2 separate regions of the Mus musculus genome follow, and region 2 is linked to region 1. The links are chromatin contacts, called in public Hi-C maps. All regions are on one chromosome and are shown on one strand. Each heading gives the region's core, a stretch centred on a gene start, on an enhancer-like site or on the middle of the called end of the contact. The rest is flanking DNA. Distances are from core to core; before and after follow the strand shown. Region 1 has its middle 23 kb from the start of Gm39336. Region 2 holds the start of Timm8b (translocase of inner mitochondrial membrane 8B).

The links. A called contact is a pair of places that touch in the nucleus more often than the background predicts.
Region 2: a contact with region 1 is called in a Hi-C map of Th2 cells, with 2.1 times the contacts expected there. The contact joins the promoter of Timm8b here to the enhancer-like site in region 1. A contact is called at or near these places in 4 of 484 Hi-C or Micro-C datasets (the Ba/F3 cell line, Th1 cells, Th2 cells and 1 more), 1 of 115 datasets of contacts at active chromatin or transcription factors (effector CD8 T cells) and 1 of 9 other capture datasets (pancreatic islet).

What each region holds. Positions count from the first base shown.
Region 1 is chr9:50,323,346-50,326,452 of GRCm38.p6, reverse strand. No RefSeq gene overlaps it. Among named protein-coding and RNA genes, the nearest start is that of Gm39336, 23 kb to the right of the region's middle. Within about 2 kb of position 1,537, at least 28 of the 459 cell types and tissues checked have an H3K27ac peak or open chromatin away from gene starts, as enhancers often do. A contact at or near this core is called in Th1 cells, Th2 cells and effector CD8 T cells, where this site is marked.
Region 2 is chr9:50,602,311-50,605,417 of GRCm38.p6, reverse strand. Timm8b (translocase of inner mitochondrial membrane 8B) reads right to left here and starts at 1,517. Exons shown (of 2, transcript NM_013897.2): 1 at 1,379-1,517; 2 at 98-485. The coding sequence starts at 1,462. The coding sequence ends at 318. It overlaps Sdhd (succinate dehydrogenase complex, subunit D, integral membrane protein), which reads left to right and starts at 1,569. Exons shown (of 4, transcript NM_025848.3): 1 at 1,569-1,680. The coding sequence starts at 1,629. Nkapd1 (NKAP domain containing 1) reads left to right here. Exons shown (of 6, transcript NM_212449.2): 6 at 1-178.

The sequences.
Region 1 (3,107 bases), core at 288-2,787:
TTAGGTCCTCCTGGGTACCAAACCACCCTGACATCTCAAGTCACATTGCAGAACTAGATGTATCCTCTCCCACTGAGGCCAGCCAAGACAGTCCAGTTAGGGGAACAGGATCCACAGGCAGGCAACAGAACCCGCGAAAGCTGCAGGTTTTTTTTTTTTTTTGAAAGAAGTTTGTATTTTTTTTTTCTTTTTTCCAGAAGTTGATTTTTTTTTTTTTTTTTTTTTTGAGACAGGGTTTCTCTGTATAGCCCTGGCTGTCCTGGAACTCACTTTGTAAACCAGGCTGGCCTCTAACTCAGAAATCCACCTGCCTCTGCCTCCCAAGTGCTGGGATTAAAGGCGTGCACCACCATTGCCCAGCCAGAAGTTGAATTCTTGATTGGCAGTTGTTTGTTTTCAATACATTGGCTATTCCCTTTTGGCCTGGGTACCATTATAGCTAAGAAGTTGGTGGTCAGGTAGCTTTCTTCCCTCTTCTTTAGTTTATGTATCACAGGGATGGATATGCATGCATGCTTTTCATTATTATTGGGGAAGTTTGGACTCTTAAATGTGTCTGTTGGTGACTTTCACCAACATTCCACCACTATCATTTCAAATATTGACAATTCCTGATTTTCTCCCTCTTCTCTGTGTGAAACACTGCACTGCCTTTGAAATGCTGCACTACTGTTTTAGGGTTTTACTGCTATGAACAGATACCATGACCAAAGCAACTCTTATAAGGACAACATTTAGTTGGGATTGGCTTACAGGTTCAGAGGTTCAGTCCATTATCATCAAGGTGGGAACATGGCAGCAACCAGGCAGGCATGGTGCAGGAGGAGCTGAGAGTTCTACATCTTCATCTGAAGGCTGTTATGAGAAGACTGGCTTCCAGGCAGCTCAGATGAGTCTTAAAGCCCACACCCACAGTGACACACCTACTCCAGGGCCACACCTTCTAATAGTGACACTCCTTAGGCCAAGCACATACAAACCATAAGGGCTTACTTTCTAACCCATGTCTTCTCTCACTTGTCCCCCGTAGCTCAGCTTGTCAGTGGCTAGAACCATCCACTGTTGTTTATTTCAAGATGTTTCCAGGCATTGTTACCAAAAGAGGGTGCTGAAATATTTTATAACTGGAATAGTTTATAATTTTGTTGTAGAGATTTAATGCACATATTCTTTTAAAAGGTCATTTTTATACAATACAATAAGGGCAGCTGAACTTTTTATGTGTGTTGATGGAAACCAGAGCTTTGGACATGCTAGGCAGGTGTTCTCCATTGAGCCTCATCATTGATTTTTTTTTAAAAGAAAATATTTATTTTTATTTTGTGTGTGTGTGACTATTTTCCTGCATGTATACATGTGTGATTGGTGCCCAGGGAGGACAGAAGGGGGCAATGGATCTCCTGGAACTAGAGTTACAGGTGGCGGTGAATCACCGTGTGGGTGTTGTGTGTTGGATCTGGAACGCTCTGGAAGAGCTCTTAACCACAGAGCCCTATATCACTGAATATTTTTTAAAAAATGAAGTCTAACAACTGAGTGCATCTGAGGTTTGTGAATCAGTTTCTGCCTGTTAGCAGCCTCTCTGGTTTCCTGTTGTTGAGTATATGGGTGGTAGTACTCTAATAAATTATGTTTAGAGATTCTTTGAGGCATTGTGCAGGTGTGCTGTTCAAAGAAGGCTCATGTTTAGTTCGATTGCATGCCTTAGGGAATTCCTGGTCTAGAAACAGTAATTTAAATCCATGTCCTGAGGACTTTTTTTCTTTCCTTTTTTTTTTGTCCCTCACAAAGCTACAAATCTATTTGATGGCGGTTTGTGTGCTTACAGTTTCTCAGGCGTGTTTTTAGTTTCATCTTCTCCCCGTGGTTCTGACTAATAGCTCTCCTATTGGTGTCTCAGGGTGCTTGTGGTAAGAATGAGGTGGGGAGGAAGGGTTTTTTCTGAGCTCACTCTTATCTGGAAGAGGCTATTTCATACAAGAAGTATCCGTGTGAATTGAAATACTTCCTGCTCCTTCCACCCAGTTCAGTCACTGAACTGGATCTAAACTGGAGCTCGGGTTAGTAGAGACATGCCCTCAGGACAAACACTGCTTTTTGCTCAATTTCCCTGGCCAGGGAAATTCATTCTCAATTATACTTTAGTGTGGTAATTTCTTAGTATGTTGTCTGGCCTTCTTGGATTTAAAGAAAGAGTCAACAGCCATCTTTCTGGTATTTTTGGTGGTTTCTAGCAGGAGTATTGAATTAACTTATTAGATATTGTTATTGCCCAAATGGAAATGTCCATCTCTATTGATGATAAAATAACAAATAAAATCATACTTTTGACTATGATGTCCTAGTTTCATTCGGTGTTTTACCCTGACCAAAAACAATTCAAGGAGGAAAGGGTTTATATTTGGCCTACACTCTCAGGTCACAATTAATCACTGAAGGAAGTCAGGGCAGGAAGTTGGGCTAGGATCTGAAGCAGATACCATGGAGGAACACTGCTTGCTCAATAGGCCATGCTTACCTAGCTCTTTATTATTATTATTATTATTATTATTATTATTATTATTATTATTATTATTATTTTACTTTTTAATTTTTTTATTTTACTAGCCCAGGACCTCCTTCCTAAGGAAGGACACTGCCTACAGTGGGCTGGTCCCTTCTACATCAACTAATAGTTGAGACAATCCTCCTTAGACATTGATACATGCCAACTTGATCTAGGAAATTGCTTAGTTGAGGCTTCTCTCTTGGATGACTCTAAGCTGTGTCAAGTTGTTAGTTAAGGGTAACCAGGGCATATGGTATATTAGAAAGTAAATCTGACATAAGTATACTTTCTTCCACAGACAACATTGTTTTCTTCTTACTGTCCCAAATTACCACCTTATTTAGTATAAACAAGGATGTTGATTTTAAAACATTATACTTATGTTATATAGATTCTCTTTCAAGTCTTTGCTCTGACATTTAAATTTGTTTGCAATGACATTTACACCAATTGTTTAGATCTATGTAGAGGAATTTTAATCCACCAACATGGCTACGCTGGCAAGAAATCACATCCAAAGACCTTCTAGATCTGTGTGATCCAACTCGAATGACACATC
Region 2 (3,107 bases), core at 268-2,767, 280 kb before region 1:
TGTCTCTCCCATTTCCACGATCAGCTCTGGAACATGTATTAGTGTTCCTGAGAGATGATTATGTTGAATCCTAAATTGGGATTTAGAAGAACAAGAATTGGAGACTTCACATTTATTAACTGGTGTGATACAAGTTGGAATTACTGAATTCCCATAAATAAAATTTCACTTTTGAACATTTGCTCTGTTACTTTTTAACACCAACAGACTTTGTAACTGCCTGACGCTAACCTGACAGGTTGGCAGGTCTTTCACCACTGGCCATTCAATCTGCTTGGTAACAAGTCTTTTGGTCTTCTGTCATTCTAAGGTATGGCCTACTGCCCTCCTTTCTGTACGATCTGGGCAAACCGACCGGTGATGGCAAGAGTAGTGTCAATGAAGCGATCCACACAGCTAGAGAGGCAGTTTTCAGTGCGGGAGTCTAGCCGACTTCCTGGCTTCTCCACACACTTATCCCAACATAGTTCCATGAAGTGATGCACCTAAGGGCAGAGAAAAACCTTTTTTAGTCATTAGGGTATGAGATATCTTAGTTCATCATTCTGTGATATTTAATAGCATATTGTAGGATCACTTCAGGACTACTCTTTCTTTACTTTGTCACCAGTAACAGCCCCAGATCAGTAAATTCTCATTAGAACTCATTCTTTTGCAGAGAGATGATGGGGCAGGTCTTTAATCCCAGCACTTGGGAGTCAGAGGCAGGTGGATCTCAGAGTTAAGGCCAGCCTGGTCTACAGAGGGAGTTGCAAGACAGCCAGGCTAACAGAGAAACCCTGTCTTCAAACCAACGATTCATACTTTCACAATTCTCAAAGCAACTAGCAGTACTATTAAATCAGAGGAAGTCAGGACATTAACCTGTCGGTTCTTGATAGCTATCAGTACTTCCAAGGTTATCTTGATTGAACGGTTAAAACCCTAGTAGGAAATACGCTGTCCCACACCAAATGAGTCAACACTGATAGCTGCAGGGCTCATCTTTCTCTAATAATGATCACCATTTACAAATACATCATCACATTATCCAATGCAGAGGCAGCGGGCAACAACGAACCCAGATCTCATGGTGAGGACGGGTGTCTTGTCTCCAGGCACCTGTGCTCCAAGGTCGGAACCCAGAGATTCCGAGTGCCATTCCCGACCAGCGACCAGCTAATAACCGCATGCTCCTGTGGCCCAAACCTTTCCGCTGTTTTCGAACCCTTTCCTCCCACGCAGCGCTTGCCTCCCGGGCACTGAGCACTGTAGATCACTGGGGCGGGAGGCGCAGCCCGGATCGAGTGGGGCCGCTGTGCCGCAGTGTCCAGAGCTCCGTGAGTGCCCGGGATCTGCGCCTCACCCTCCTTCCCCTGTTCCTTCCTCATCCTCGTACCTGCGCAGTGAATTGCGCCTTCTGCTGTTCGGCGGCCACCAGGCGTTGTAACTCCGCTTCGTCCGCTTCACCAAGCTCGGCCATTGTCGGAGTCAGGCGCTTCGCTGGGGTGCGCACGCGCGGTGGCAGCGCACCGTCTCCTGCCTTCCGGTTCACGCTTCAGGTTGCCTCACCGTTCTTTTACGCGGGGCGGGACTTACTACATAACTGTTTCCGGGTTGTAGAGTGACCTTGAGCCCTCGAAAGCGACATGGCGGTTCTCTTAAAGCTGGGCGTTCTCTGCAGTGGCCAAGGAGCTCGAGGTGAGGTGTCTTGGCCATCAAAGGTTCTTGCTGCAGGCTGAAGCAGGGGAGAGGAAGGAGTTAGAGCTCGCCCGCTGGGTGGTGGGACGTCTTGAGAGGAGGGAACTTGCTCTTGTGCCCTCGAGGCACCACCTATGCGGACGCAACGTTGACCGCTATAGCCTAAAGGCCCAAGTGTTTACGTGCTGGCTGGTGTCCCCAGCTCGTACTTTCCGCTTCTGCACTGTGGTTGTGACCCCGGGCTAATATGAAAACAAACTCCTATTTGAGTGTGGATGGAAGGAGTCCGTTTGATAATTTGTTCTGAGTGGCTTGCTGTGTAGTGCTGTCTTCCTCGATCTAGCCATGTAGACAAGACTAACCTAGAGCTTGCCGGGAGCCCCGTGACTGCTCCCGAGGGCTGCCATAAAAACCGTGCACCCTCACTCAGGGCTTCGATAATCATTTTAACCAGGCATTTTACCTATACCAGGCGCCTAAGAGGCTAGTATATAAACACGAATTAAACAGTTTCAACCCTCGAAGAACTTCTTGTGTGGGGGCTACAGGCAAAGTAAAGCAAAACCTGTTGTGTTATGTAGACATTATTGAGTGCAGAGAACGTTTGGGGTACTTGCTTTGAAAGGACTAACCTGCCTTGGCTCTGCAGGGAATTACATCCTATAGTAACCGAGAGCAGCAAAAACCAAAGTGAGGGGCTATAAAGATGCACAGGGTGCGATAAAATGGAACAAATACAGTAATATCTGTGAAAGTCAAAGTGTAATCTAGAAAGGCAAAATGGAACTAAGCCACAGGACTTACTTTATTCTCTTTTGAAAATACAGTCTCTCTGTTGCCCAGGTTGGGAGTAAGATCGAAAGGTTTGATAGGTTTACAATCTTGGTTTATTTTTGCTGTTACTGTTGTTGCTTAGGCTGCCCTGGAACTTGTCCTGTCTCAGCCTCCAGAGTAGCTGGGGTGCACCACCTGCCCTCACAATCTTTCCCTTTTGAGCCCAGCATCTCATGCTTGCTGAGCGTGTGCCCTGTTGCCAGACTATACAAGCCTCAGCCTCAGCCTAGACTTAGGTTAGTAACAGTGTAGTAGATGGATGACCTTGGTGGAGATAGAGGAGGTTCCGACCCAAGTCATGGAGATGAGATAGATGAGATAAGCACGCTGCGGCAGCCAGGCAGGTGAAGTCCTGAGCTTGGAAGGGAAAGGGAGAAGAAGGCAGTCTCAGGAAGTGTTAAGGAGCTGTGTCAGTAGGATTTGGTGATTTATAGAGGGAACTACCTGGCTGGCTATTGGTTATTACTTGAATTAGCTGCGTGGAGTTATTCGATCATGACTAGTTGGAACAGACATGAGGTGTATGAAAAACAGTTCCACAGCTGAACAGTTGGGAAGTGGCAGATGGCTTAGGCCACACTTAACAGAAGCAA